2 separate regions of the Mus musculus genome follow, and region 2 is linked to region 1. Evidence: chromatin contacts called from public HiChIP or PLAC-seq data. All regions are on one chromosome and are shown on one strand. Each heading gives the region's core, a stretch centred on a gene start, on an enhancer-like site or on the middle of the called end of the contact. The rest is flanking DNA. Distances are from core to core; before and after follow the strand shown.

What was found. HiChIP or PLAC-seq counts read pairs in DNA pulled down with a chosen protein or histone mark.
Region 2: a contact with region 1 is called in an H3K4me3 HiChIP or PLAC-seq map of pro-B cells, with 3 times the contacts expected there. The contact joins two enhancer-like sites. A contact is called at or near these places in 9 of 39 promoter capture datasets (the 3T3-L1 cell line, the C10 cell line, the HPC-7 cell line and 6 more), 1 of 15 datasets of contacts at CTCF or cohesin (large pre-B cells), 8 of 484 Hi-C or Micro-C datasets (B cells, CD4 T cells, DN2 thymocytes and 5 more) and 8 of 115 datasets of contacts at active chromatin or transcription factors (the 230-238 cell line, CD8 T cells, embryonic stem cells and 3 more).

Annotation. Positions count from the first base shown.
Region 1 is chr12:113,238,268-113,245,467 of GRCm38.p6, forward strand. No RefSeq gene overlaps it. Among named protein-coding and RNA genes, the nearest start is that of Gm25622, 28 kb to the left of the region's middle. Within about 2 kb of position 2,899, at least 21 of the 459 cell types and tissues checked have an H3K27ac peak or open chromatin away from gene starts, as enhancers often do.
Region 2 is chr12:113,415,490-113,422,257 of GRCm38.p6, forward strand. It overlaps Igh, Ighd and Ighm. Among named protein-coding and RNA genes, the nearest start is that of Adam6b, 71 kb to the right of the region's middle. Within about 2 kb of position 3,767, at least 3 of the 459 cell types and tissues checked have an H3K27ac peak or open chromatin away from gene starts, as enhancers often do.

The DNA of each region.
Region 1 (7,200 bases), core at 1,649-4,148:
GGTCCAGTCATGGTGGAGGGCCAGGATCAAAGGCAGTAAACAGCCTGGTTTGTGTTTGGTTATCTACAGTCTCCCTCACTAAAGCATCAAGACTTCTTTTAATAAATTTAGAAACTGTTTTCTTTTGAAACACGGTCTCTCTATGTAGTCCTGGGTGTCCTGGAACTCCCTGTGTAGAAGACCAGGCTGTCTTCAAACTTAAGGAGATCCTCCTGTCTCTGCTTCCTGAATGCTGGGATTAAAAGCATGTGCCACCACACCCAACCTAACCCTTTCTTCTGAGAACAACATGCATACAATTTCCCCTCTTATTTCCCCAGATTTCCAATCCTTTTATCCACACTTAAAACTTTAATGCTAAAATCTCCCTCCCTCCATTTCCAAGCTGCATGTGTTCTACTATTCCCTCAAATTATTTTTCCTTGTGTGCAGGTTTTAGATTTGAGTGCAGGAAGCCTTCACTCTGGCAAAGCCTCCCCCCACCCAGCCTTTCCCATCTCCACACCTCCTAACACGTGATTTAGCCCACGTCCCCTCATGTGTATGGTGTTTCCCTTCAGTCTGAGGTATTACCCCCAGTGTCCCCTTACAGCTGTCTATGGTCACAAATACCTTTCATCTGTTTTTGCTGTGGAAAGCTTTTTTATTTTCTCCTGAAATTTAATAGCTTTCTGGGTATACTACCCTGGGTTGAGAGTTTAGATTTTTCAGATCTTGGAATATGTCTTTCTAGACATCTAGCCTTAAATGTTTCTACTGTGGGGCTACAGAAATGGCTTGGTGGTTGACAACACATGATGTTCTTGCAGAGGAGTGGGTTTTGATTCCTAGTACCCCGTATCAGCTAAGAGCCATCGGTTCCACAGGATTCAATGCCCTTTTCTGGAGGTGGTGTGGAATAGTCAGCTCAGCAGGGCTCTGGTGGTGCAGAATGGGGAGTTCATGCTGACAGGCAGGGCTCCACAGACAGGCAGGTCCCTCCCTGTTCATGCCTTCCCCAGTGTTCCCCAGATCACAGCTGGTCACAGACCATGAAGGACAGTCCTCTGGACTCATAGTAGGTTCTGGTCTCACAAGTGATGACACTGGAGGCAGAGTGAATGAGCCCAAGAAGGGACACAAATGGAAGAGGGGACTCTGAGATTCTGAAGTAGAAAGACAGAGACACTGAGAAAGACAGAAGCACAGACCACTGAAAGAGACAGGGAAACACTTAGAGAGAAACAGTCATGAGCTGCAGGGACAGAGAGACACAGAGAGACAGACAGAGACACAGACACTGATAGAGACATGAAGAAGAGGGGGGACGTGGAAGTTTTGAGAGCAACTGGTAGGAGGTGTGGGAGACACAGAGGCAGTACAGACACAGAAAGACAGAGACTCCAGAGAGACAGAGACTGAGAGAGACAGAGATACTGAGACAGGCAGAGACACCAAAAGGATTAAGAGCACTGGCTGCTTTTCCAGGGGATCCAGATTCAATTCCCAGCACCCACATGGCAGCTCTCTACTGTAATCCCAGTTCCAGGGTGCCCTGAAGGATCCTTCATGCATGTGAAGCATAGAAGCTCACATTTACACACAGACAGCAGACAGACTCACATACAAACACACACACACACACACACACACACACACACACACACACACACACACACTCTAATGAAGAGTGTGGTTCTCTTTCTCTCTCTCAGATGAAAGCCATGCACCAGAAGACAGAGCCATGTGTGAACACCCCTCAGACTCAGACCCACAGCACTCACACCCAGCTCCCCACAGACACACACAGCCCCTGCCTGCCTGTTCCAAACCTCAAACCCATCTACCCATTCCCTCTCCTGCAGGCCTTTGTCCTCAGAGTGGCACACTGAGTAGCTCAGCCTGGACACTTCCCATGGGACCTGTTGAATAACATTGTAGCCTCCCCCAGCCTTGAGCAGGCTGGCTCAGACCTTGCTGCCACTGAGAATGAGACCACCTGGGGTAGAGCCTTCCCACCTAGATGATTCTATTGTTCTGTCACCATTGCTCTTCTTCTCCAAGACACTGATACCTGCTGAGAGGCTGAGAGATTCCAAAGACAGCAGTGATTGACACCTTCTTGTCAAACTAGTGCTGTCAGACAAATTGCTTACAGGCTGGCAACAGACATCAAAAGTGGATCTGCAGGAGAAGGGCTTTCCTTTTATATAAGCACAGATTTTTAGTAAACATTGGGCTTTGATCAGCATTTGTCTTGGTGTGTCTCATACTCTATTCTCTTTTTAGCCCCAGCCTGCTTTTCAGCAGGACCATGGGTGACTACACAGCATGAGCCTCTGGTCCACACACCACACCTCTTGTTAGCTCTGTAATCTGTATGAAACATCATCTGAGAGCAGGGTACATGGCCTCTGCCTGGTACAGTCTGGGGTGCAGGCTTCAGGTGAGGCCCAAGTGTGAAGAGTACAGAAGACAGTGGGCAGAGCTGAGAGAGTGCTGGCCAGTTTTGTTCAAAGGACAGTGATGGCTGCTCCAGGCTACTGAACATCCCAGGTCTGCTTCCTACCCTCCTCAAAGATGTTGGAGCACAACCAACCCTCTACCCAATCCATTGTAATTGCCTGTAGCAGGGCATGCCTCTGTACATCAGGGAGTCACACAGAGCCACATGAGACTCTAGACCTGGGGACTGCAGAGGGGAAGGCATGTCCACGGGGGCCTCCTCCTTTAGAATCTGAAATCTTAGCCCTCAGGATTGCCGGTGATAAACACACTCAGAGTGATGTGGCCCCAGGATCCTGATGGACACCAGAAGGTTACAGAGTTAGAGGCCAGCAGGACTAGAGTCTGTGAGAAGAGGAACTACTTGGCTTCTTCTCGTCCTTGCCCAGGAGCAGCTGGCTGGCCAGAGGTGCATGACAGGGTAAGGCAGGGAGACACTGGCGTGAAAGAGCCTTTGGGACCACAAGGTGGGAACTAGACTGTGCTCTGACTGAGCCTGTGTTTGTGACAGCTGATTCATGGGGAAGACATCCAGAGGCCAGGCAGAGGAAGAGTAATGAGGACTGAGGGGGTCCTTGAGAAAATAGAGGTGGCTTCGGCTCCTTTGTCATGGAATGTGGACATATACTTCATGGACATGGATCCAAAAGCATGCCTGTCTCCCACCTGCCTTCAGACTGAGCTCCACAACATTTCATGGCCTCTCACACTGGAGGGATTATAAACATGGTTGTGCTATGGGGCTGGGGCCCAGGACTGGAGTCTGAGACACTGGGTAGTAGAGCATGTCCAGTGTACAGAGTGCTCAGAGTGCAGGTGGGGGCAAGCTGTGCAGTGTTCCTCCATATTGCGGAAGCTGACGAGGTTAAAGCTCTTTGTCCAGCCATAGAGTCAACCCATACCAGCCTTGCCCATGACCCTAGCATGGGCCACACATCCAGTGTCCTACTGAACCATCACCATGAGGACTGCTGGAAGACCAGGGCTTCTGATATCTACATGCCATGCTTGCAACTCTCCACAGCTTCTCCCAGCTCACACAGACTCTGCCCAAATCCACCACTGTCCTCAGTTGTAACCATGACAGGCACAGAGAGGGCAGAATGTGGTCACCTCAAACTGTCACATACAACACTCTTGTGCCTTTCATGTCCACGTGTGCAAGCATGCTCATTCCCCTATCTCTCGGGGGCGGGGGCAGTGGGTCTTCCTTGGACTCACTCCCATTTCTAGCTGACCCTCAAAACAAAACCCCACAGACCCAGCCTCTTTGAGGAGCTATTGTAGTCACAGGGCTTGATGTTGGTGACCACAGCTGCTTTCACTGTGACTGCCAGAGATGCTTGACCACCATGACCTCAGACATAGTGATGGCCTAGGGATCAAGTGCGTCTAGACACTTCAGGGACTGACCAGACTTCTACGTAGACCAAGGTCTCTTTTCCTAGTATGTTATCTCATGAAACCTTAATGCAACGGGATCTTCTATTCCTTTTATTCTTCATTGCCTGCGAACAGGGAACCTTCTAGAAAGAGGGTCCCCTCTCTGCTGGCTATGGAGACAGACCCTGTAGGAGTGATCACAGACTGATGTTTTCCTTCTTGGCCAGTTTCAGGCCAGGGGACTCAGGGTAAGAGACAGAAAGTCAGGAAGGTAGGAAAGACGGGGAGACATAATAAAGGTAAGACAGAGGAAGACAAAGGGAGAAACTGCAAGTCTGCAGGGGGAGACAAGGAGAAGCCTGACAGAGACAGACAGGGTTCCGGAAAAGACAGAGATGAAGGAGGCAGAGGTGGAGATGTGTAGAGACAGAGAGAGATTAATGGGAGCACAGAGACAGGTGTGACAGAGAATAGGGAGAAACAGGGGTGACAGAGAACAGGAAGAGACAGAAGAGGAAGGGCCAGAAGCTTAGGGGCTATAGCCATGTGGGGCTGTAAGTCAGCTTCCTTTCTGAATTCACAGAATTGTAGCTTCCTTCTTTCTGTCTCCCTCTGAGCAAGTTTTCCTTAACACCTTGGCTTCCTCCCCAACATGCTGGGCTTTCTTACTTGTTCTCTAACTGCCCCCTTCTCGCCATGTGGCTGCTTGTGGGACATGTGCCTGACCTCCATGTCAGATTAGATGTCATGGCTTTTTACCAATCTCCCCCACTGGCCTCCTCGGGGCAGCTGCTTGAGTCTTACAACTTTCCTGCCCTGAAACTTTCCTATTAAACCCTGATAAAAGTGTCATTGTGCCTTCAGGGGGGCAGGGGATGAACGAGGCAGAAAGAGACAGAGTCATGGACAGAGATAGAAAGATAAGGAGAAATACAGAAATGAAGAGGACAGATGGGGAGACAAGCCCACAGAGAAAGAGACATCAGGAGAGAGAGAGAGAGAGAAACACAGGGAGATTGGAGAGAGACTGAAACAGGAAGGGACAGAAACAGAGAGATGGGGAGAGAGAAAGATGGACAGGGTGAGAGAAAGGCAAAGACGGTGAGAAGCAGCAGCAGAGGGACGGTATGTCCTGGAATGATTAAAAGCATGTATGTAGTAAGCAGTACAAAACACCAATCCTTGCACCTATCGGGAAGACGTTTATTACATAAAGCTCCGAGCATACCAAATGGATATAAGCCACATGGCTAGATTTATAAGGAAGTGTACATTATAAGACAGGAGCCCAACACTAAATTACAACATTTCTTAATTAAAAACATTCATTTCTTTGTGGAGACACTTTAGAAGTTAAAAATGTATCTTTTCATTTAAAAGGGTTAAATTAATCTATACTTTGGAAATGCTTCTTGGAGTATAGGACATAGCAATTTGAAGAACTTTTATTTGAAATATATATACTTTCCTGCCTTGATGTTTGTTCTTTTAGTAAATTGCTGTATGGAGAAAAAGAGACAGCAGAGAGACATGGAGAGGCACACAGAGATACAAGAACAGAGACAGAAAACAGAGAAAGAGAGAGCGAGATGGAGAAGCAATGAGACAGATGCAGGAAGACTCAGAAAGGGAGAGAGAAAAGTGGAGAGAAAGACATGGAGAGAAAAATCAGAAACAGAGAAAAGACAAAAAGATAGGAAGACAGAGAAGTGGGGCAGAAATACAGACAGAGAGATAAGGGGAGCCAGAGTCATAAAAGGAATGGGATGGAGAGAGAGACACACAAAGACAGACATCAACAGAAAAGAGACATAGAGAAGGACTGAAAGAATGATAGAGAGGAGATGACAGAAGGAAGAGACACAGATAGACAGACAGAGGTAGGAGATGTGCACCTAGAGAAAGGGGGCACAAGCAGAGATGAGAGAGAGAGAGAGAGAGAGAGAGAGAGAGAGAGAGAGAGAGAGAGAGAGAGAGAGAGAGAGAGAGGAAGGAGAAGGAGAAGGAGAAGGAGAAGAAGAAAGAGGAGAGACAAGGTGTTAATAGAGACAGCTCTTATGTTTTGTTAGAGATGGAGAGACAGTAACTGAGGGACAGACTGAGCAAGAATCACACTGAGAGAGAGAGAAAGAGGCAGAGGCTAAGGCTGGGAAAGGCAGGGTTGGCCAGAGATGGAGCCAGGGTCAGACACCATCTTGAAAGAGCCAGTGACAAGCAGGGAGGTGACAGGCTGGTACAGTTTCTATCCCACAGTCCACAGGTTGGAGTCACAGGCCTGTCTCCATGTGGCCACAGGCTAGCTCCCTGTCTGCCAAGTCTGTCTGAGAAGGGGTGGGGGAGGGGGTCTGGGCTGAGGCAGGCCAAGACTTTTCCAGTGGAGTGGCCAGGGACTGGGCTGAGGGCATGATCACTGCCCACCATTCCCATGGTTCTGGGTAGACCCAGGATCTGGAGCACACCTACAGCCTTCCTGCCTCTCTCACTTCCCTGGGGTGTTGAGCCACCCATCCTTGCCCATCTCCTGTCATGTCCTCTTGGTGGGTCAGATTCCAGCAGTGGTGATAACTGGGAAACACTGAATTCAACATCATCAATAGGGGTCATGGACCCCCAGTCCCAGTGGCCTATGCTGGGAGTCCCCCATCCCCAAGGCTGGTCAGCCTGGCCAGGTTGGGGTGAACCTGCAGCTGCAGGTGGGGGAGTCACTGATGCTATTTCTGGAAACAACCTCAGAAAGTGAGAAACATGTTTTTCTGTATGAAACAAACATCCATTTGCATGTGCCCTTGTGAGCCAACTCTGCACAGAATGAGTAACTCGGCAGCTGTGTGTGTGCGAGTGTGACATGTTGGGAGTAAGCCTTGTTTCTGGTACTGATATCTGAGCCCCCAACCCCCAGATTGTAACCCTAGCCCATGTGGAAGAACTACCCTTAGGGGTTCATTAACTCACCACAGGCTAGGCCATCATGGAGAGCCCTAGCTGCCTCTAAGCAGGTTCCACCCTAAACACGAAGGAAAATAATCAAGGCCATCCATTACCCAGACCCACTGGGATGGTGGGCAGGGATCATGCCCTCAGCCCAGTGCCTGGCCACTCCACTGGAAAAGTCCTGGCCTGCCTCAGCCCAGCCCCCCCCCCCCCCATCCCTCCACAGACAGGCTTGGCAGGCAGGGATAGACTGTGGCCACGAGGAGACAGGCCTGTGACACCAGCCTGTGGACTGTGGGATAGAAACTGTACCAGCCTGTCACCTCCCTGGCTTGTCACTGCCTCTTCCAAGATGGCGTCTGGTCCTGTCCCACAGGCTCAACTCTGTCTCCTCTGGCTACT
Region 2 (6,768 bases), core at 2,517-5,016, 180 kb after region 1:
AGAGTCATGGAGGGTTTCCAGGAGCAAGAGGTGTAAGGTTGAAGAGATGAGTTGGCACATTGGACTTCTTACCTTCTATGTCCTTTTTGGTGGTAATAGCTTTGGTGGCTTCTGTGGAGTGATTCTTTGCTTGGAGAGTTGGAGTGACTCTCTTAGAGGACTGGGAATCCCATGACTCTGGAGTTAAAGAAGATGGACAAAAAGTGATGGTGAGAGATCAGAGTATTCCGTGGAGCCCAGGGTGATGGAACGCAGTGAGAGAGGAGGGCCACAGGATGGAATGGTACTGCTATGGAAGGGACCATGCATAGCTAGTGCCTTTGCTCACCCAGCTGCATCCTTGCACTGTTAGTACAGGGTTTCTGAGGTGTGGATGTCAAGTGTTGTGTTGATGAAGCAGCTGAGAAAAGGGAGGGAATGAATGGGGGAAGAGCAAGGAAGGGGAGGGATCAAAGTTGGGGGGATGTCTTGCTTCAGTCAATCTTTGGGGATTAGCTGAGTGTGGGTATGAGAAGTCCCACAAGGCCCTTCTGCATGGTCCAGGGATACTCACCAGGAAACTTGAAAGGTTTTTCTTTCCTTTTGGGTTTATTTATGGTGCAAGTGTGGTTGAGGTTCAGTTCTGAGGCCAGCACAGTGACCTGGAGGACCATTGTATAATTGCCATTTCTCATTTCAGAGGGGAAGACATGTTCAACTATACTTGACTTCTTTGGCTCCCAGCTGATTTTCAGTGGCTGACTTCCAATTACTAAACAGCCCAGGTTTATCTTTTCATTTTCCTCTGGGGCTTTGCACTCTGAGAGGAGGAACATGTCAGGTCCCTTTTCATTACCTGCAAGACAGATAGTGAAGTTCTGAGGACATGGAACTGGGGACAAAGGTGAGGTCTGGACAGTATCACTCTTCTTGCCAGAGTCATAAAAATGACTCAGTCCCAAGAAGACAGGGGAGAAGGGCCTTAAAGCCCTATGGCCAGTCTCAGGAGCCTGTCTCTCTGTCACCATCATCTTTGTCTGAAACCCCCTCTTAGGAAGAGATCTACCTCCTACTCTTCTAAGCACCAATGATTCTCCCCTCCCATGAATATAATTCTTTTGTGACTCTAACAGGAACAGCCAGCCTTCTGTATTCTCATAGCCCCCTGAGCAGCTTGTATCATCTGAGCAGAGCAGCCTGACTCCTTTCCCCAAGTCATGGTTCGGTTCTGTCTGCACTACTCTTCCTTCTCAGGTTCTGGGATATCAAATATTTTCAATGTCCCATTCTACAGTATCCCAGAGACAAGCAAAAGATATAAGTGTAGACCTGTGACACCCCCCCCCCCCGCCAGACTTGCTTGCTGAAACCAACATTCATGTAGGGATGTCAGGGTTCATCATCCAATTCCAGAGTCACCTCTATACCCTATGTCATATACCAGCATCTATGTTAGTTTCTTTGGGCTGCTGGGGCAAAGTGCCACCTATGACAGTTTGAGCAACAGAATTCTGTTCTTTCCCTGTTCTAGAGGCCAGGAGTCTGGGCTACATCAGGCTGGTATCCTCTGTGCAGCAGGGAGAATCTGTCACAGACTTCTAGCTCTGAGGTCATGGCGGGTGGAACCTAGTGGAGATGAACTTGTGCTGAATCAGGGTTGGCATCAAACCCAGTAGGACTGGGTTCTTGAAACATGGCATTAGGTACAAAGGACATACAGTGACTGGGATGTTGGTGCCAGGAGACAAGGATTGACCAACTGCTATGGCCTCAGAGCTTTGGGATAAGACCCAAATTACTAGCTTGAAGCAACACCAGCCCAAGATGGTGGGCTGGGGACAGAGCAGAGCTTGCTGTAGCCCACACTTCTGGCCTCTAGAACTGGGAAAGAACAGAGTTCTGCTGCTCAAACTGCCATGTGTGGCACTTTGCCCCAGCATCCCAGGGTAACAAAAATAGATGCTGGTATGAGAAGTACCATACCATGGTGAATGACTACAATATATCTGGAATTTGGTGACGAGTCCTATCATCTCTACAGTGGTTTCCCATTAGATGATTTCTGCTCTCTGTATCCTGCAGCTACCCACTAGAATCCCAACTCAGAAAGGGACCATCACCAAGGTGCTACCCCACACATTTATTTAAAGACTCTCTTTAGGACCCTGGCATCTACACAGATCCCTCCCATGGTCTGATGTTCTCTCTCATGCCCTGCTTCCTGGTCCTCCTCTCAATGTAGTCAGTTAGCCCAGACTTCCCATGTCAGTGGGCTTCTCTAGCTGTCCACATGATGAACAAGGGAGTAACTAGCATGGCCCTCACCTTGTATTTGCTGTGCTTCCTTCTCTGAACTGAAGCCCATGACCTGCCTTCCTCTCCTTTCCATTCTTGCTCTGTGAGCAGGCCTTTATCTGTCCTCGAGTGACTATAGCATCTTTATCCCATTTCTTCATATAGTCATACAGCAGTTGTCATAGACAGAGAATTTGAGTTATTGACTAACCCCTAGGGCTTGTCATGTTGTGGGAGAGGTACAAACATCTTCAAAATCTCAGCCAACTCCCCAAAGGCACACCCACATACCACAAAGCTTTGGGATAAGACCTAAATTACTAGCTTGAAGCAACACCAGCCCAAGATGGTGGGCTGGGGACAGAGCAGAGACCTAAGGCTAGAGGCTAGTTTCCAGGTTCTGTTGCTTTTGGGAGATTAGGCCTGGAATTTTCTCTGCCCTACTTCCCTTCTTCCATCAGGGTAGATAACCAGAGTGCTATCCATTGGCTGCCTGTGTTGTACTTTGCTGTTAGAGTGCATGCTCTCTCTCTCTCTCTCTCTCTCTCTCTCTCTCTCTCTCTCTCTCCCTCTCCCTCTCCCTCTCCCTCTCCCTCTCCCTCTCCCTCTCCCTTCTCCCCTCCCCCTCTGCTTCTCTTTTTTCTTCTTCCACACCTCCTTTCCCTCTTTCTCCCTTAAGTACCATCAGACTGCACTGTTCCATTTCCAGTTCCTAAGCTCTATTCAGATAATCCTTGGGCTGTCAACACCGCAGGAAAGGTTTGAAAAACAAAACAAATTCCTTCACAATAAAGTGAGTTCACAAGATAAAGTATTTATTTCCATGTGACATTTGTTTACAGCTCAGCTGTCTGTGGGCCAGACATTGCTTCAGATTGTACAAGTTGACAAAAAGTCTTTGGTCAGTCTAGAAAGAAGACCATCTCAGAGATAAAAGCTGGAGGGCAACACAGGAAAGACGTAAGAATAAGTTTACTAGTCATACAGTCAGGTATCCCAGGCCCAGAGGTAGTGTCCCTGTGGGAGGATCTCTTGGTCTCTGCTGTCCTTCCATGCTGAGAGTCATTTCACCTGCAGGTGACAGAGACAGTGTGAATTGCTGTCCACTTGTAGGGAGTAGAGGTAGAGGCAGTGAGGACTGGTGACTCCCTGTCCCAGCCCTGTGTCCTCAGCCCCACAACCACACTACCTTGAACAGGGTGACGGTGGTGCTGTAGAAGAGGCTCAGGAGGAAGAGGACGATGAAGGTGGAGGCAGTGGTCCACAGGTTCTCAAAGCCTTCCTCCTCAGCATTCACCTCCCCCTCTATGAAGGGACACAGAGAGGGAGGGTCAAGCCAAGTCTTGGGGTGACTGAGCATTTGCATAAGGGTTGGGGTGCCCTGATGGTTCTGGAGAATCTTAGCGAGTATTGACTGGTCCCCTAATAGCTCAAGCTAGACGGAGGCACAGAACAGGCCAAGCTGTAGGACACACTAATTTGGAGCCTTTGTTCCAGGAGCCCTGGGGCAGCAGAGCAAGCAAGACAGATGCAATGTATGGACCTGGGTAAAGGCAGACTCAGGAACTGTGGCAAAATGATATTGGTGTGCTCTGGACTTTCCCTGAGCAGGTGGTGCCATCGGTGCTGTTTAGACTGAGAATTTAGAGCAGGTCTCCCTGTCTCTTGGGCTTTAGCAATAAGAACAGGGATACCAGAGGTTGTCCCTCCTTACTTCCTGAAGGACTCAGGCATCTCATGACTTTCTTTGATCAGAGTTCCCGTGCGTTGCTTGTCCTACCCCTGCCAGCAATGTTGGGTCTTGGTACCAAGAGATAAACAGACAGATACCTGAGGGAGGCTGTGGGACCAGGGCATTTATTGGGATCTCTGATCCCTGTAAAGATGAGCCCTTGGGGATATCTAAAGCCTAGGCCCCAAATGGATATGAATATGAAGAATGTCCAGGATATGAGCCCAAAGAGGCAGTGTTATTGGGTGGTGACTCCTTACAGAGGCTCCTTGATGGTGTGTGTGTGTGTGTGTGTGTGTGTGTGTGTGTGTGTGTGTGTGTGTGTGTGTGTGTGTGGTTGGGGCATCTTTTGGACAACTGCATTATGTTTTCTGCATTTTGAACTGGAGATCAGGGTGGGTGTGAGTGGGTTAGGCAATTTCACATTGGTCTTCTGAGGTGTTCTATTAATGGAGACACAGCCAAGGCTAACTTTCTGTCATGGGTGGTTAGTGGAGTATCTTCTGCCCCATGGTGTTGAGACAGATAGGCATACTTTGTACCTGGGGTTATCTCTCCCAATCATAGAGTGGGCTCCTGAGGAGTATCAGTGACCCAGCCTAGTGTAGGCTCTCTGAGCCGTGAGCCTTGGAGATTACAGCCCTGGTCAGAGTCCAGGTGTATCTGTGTGCTATACCTGTTCACATGTTAGTGTACACATGTGAAGATGTTTCTGTACATGTGTGTATATGCATATCTTTGTATCTATATAGTTTATTTGTGTATATTTGCCTATAGTCTGTTTCTGTGTACACAGGACCATGCATATTGGTATCTGTTTCTGTGAGTGGTTGTGTGTCTATGCCTATTTGTCTCTGAAGGCGTTTGTAAGTGTCCATGCATGTGTGTGCGCATGAACTCATGTGTATATATGTGTACCTTTGTCTGTGTGTCCATGAATACACATTCATGTATGTGTCTACACATGTGTACCTATATATCTATGTATAAATGCATGTGTGTCTATATATGTGCCTGAATGCTGCCTGCACCAGGTTAGGCAAGCTTTCAGCCATATATCTAGAAGTAGCTGGAGGAATCGCATGTTCATACTCTGTCTGTTGTAAGCCTGACTGAGTTCACACACAAGGAGGAAACTGGCAAGGTAGAGGAAGGGCCAGGGTGGAGGCAAGTATGCAGGGTGTGTGCAGAGCAAGCAAAACACAACTGTCTCAGCAGGCATGAGCATTGTATAATCAAAACCAGTGACGTTTGAATGGATTTTTTTTATTTCTAATTTTTATAAAATGCAACATCTCACTCTGACATGGTTAGTTTGCATACACAGAGCAACTGGACACCCAGGGCCTGCCTGGTTGAGCGCTAGCATGGTCAATAGCAGGTGCCGCCTGTGTCAGACATGATCAGGGAGACATTGTACAGTGTGGGTTTACCAGTGGACTTGTCCACGGTCCTCTCGGTCACCAGGTGTGGCAGGGCCTCGTGGCCTACAACACAGGTATAGGTCTCTCCGGAGTTCCATTCCTCCTCTGTCACAGTCAGGATGCTGTGGGTAAAGTAGAAGCCTGGGGCCCCAGGCTCTGGCATCGGGGCACTGGTCACATACTTCTCTTGGGGCAAGAGTTGCCCTCTCTGAAGCCACTGCACACTGATGTCTGCAGGAGAGAAGCCCTTCACCAGGCAGGTGACTGTGGCTGACTCCCTCAGGTTCAGTTGCTCACGAGCTGGTGGCAGCAGGTACACAGCAGGTGGATGTTTGTGCACCTCTGTAAATGAAGACAGTAGTGAGGATAGGGTGGAAGAGGACCTGCCCTCCCTATGAGGTACAGGAAGGGTCCTGCAATTGGAGGGGAAGGGAAGGGGGGATACCTACCATTGGGTTTTGAGATGAATTTCTTCTGTGGTGAAGGCAGATCCCTGTGAGTCACAGTACACACAAATTCCTTCCTGTTATTCCAGTCTTCCACACAAACACTAGCCACACCCTTAGCACTGAAGGTGCCATTGGGATGGCTTTCCATGATTTTAATTTTGGTTTCCAGTGGTTCACCACTTTGAGAAGCCCAGGAGATATTCAGGGTTTCATAGGTTGCCAGGTTTGAGACCAGACAGGTCAGGTTAGCGGACTTGCTGAGGAAGATGTCGGCAAAGGAGGGGGGGATGGTGAAGGTTAGGATGTCTGTGGAGGGACCTGCAGTCAAGAGAACACTGTGTCAGGTTATGACATATCTAGTTGTGAAGTTGGAAAAAAGCTTAGTCTCCATCCCCCAAACCTACTTAAGGGAAGATGCTGGTCCTTCCAGCTGATTCTCACCCCTCTACTGCCTATTGCTCATTCTTGTCCTTGGCCACTCTGGGGAGCCAAAGTTCAAGGAGCAAATGACCATGTCTGGGTGGCATTGGCCATAATTGTAGGAGGACTTCCCTAATCTGGGAGGGCTAGGCATTGGGCTTAGCCCAGGCCACTCACTGGCAGCACATGTGGAGGACACGTTCTTCAAGAAGGTGAGACCCCTGTGATCCACACGGCAGGTGTACACATTCAGGTTCAGCCAGTCGATTTCAGAGATGGTAAGTGTGCTTATGACCTTGTAGGTTTGGGGTGTGGATCCTTTGTTCTCGATGGTCACCGGATCTGTGGTGAAGCCAGATTCCACGAGCTTCCCATCCTTTAGCCAGGATACTGTGATCGGTTTTGGAGTGAAGTTCGTGGCCTCGCAGATGAGTTTAGACTTGCGTGGTGCAGGGCCAGAGAAGCCATC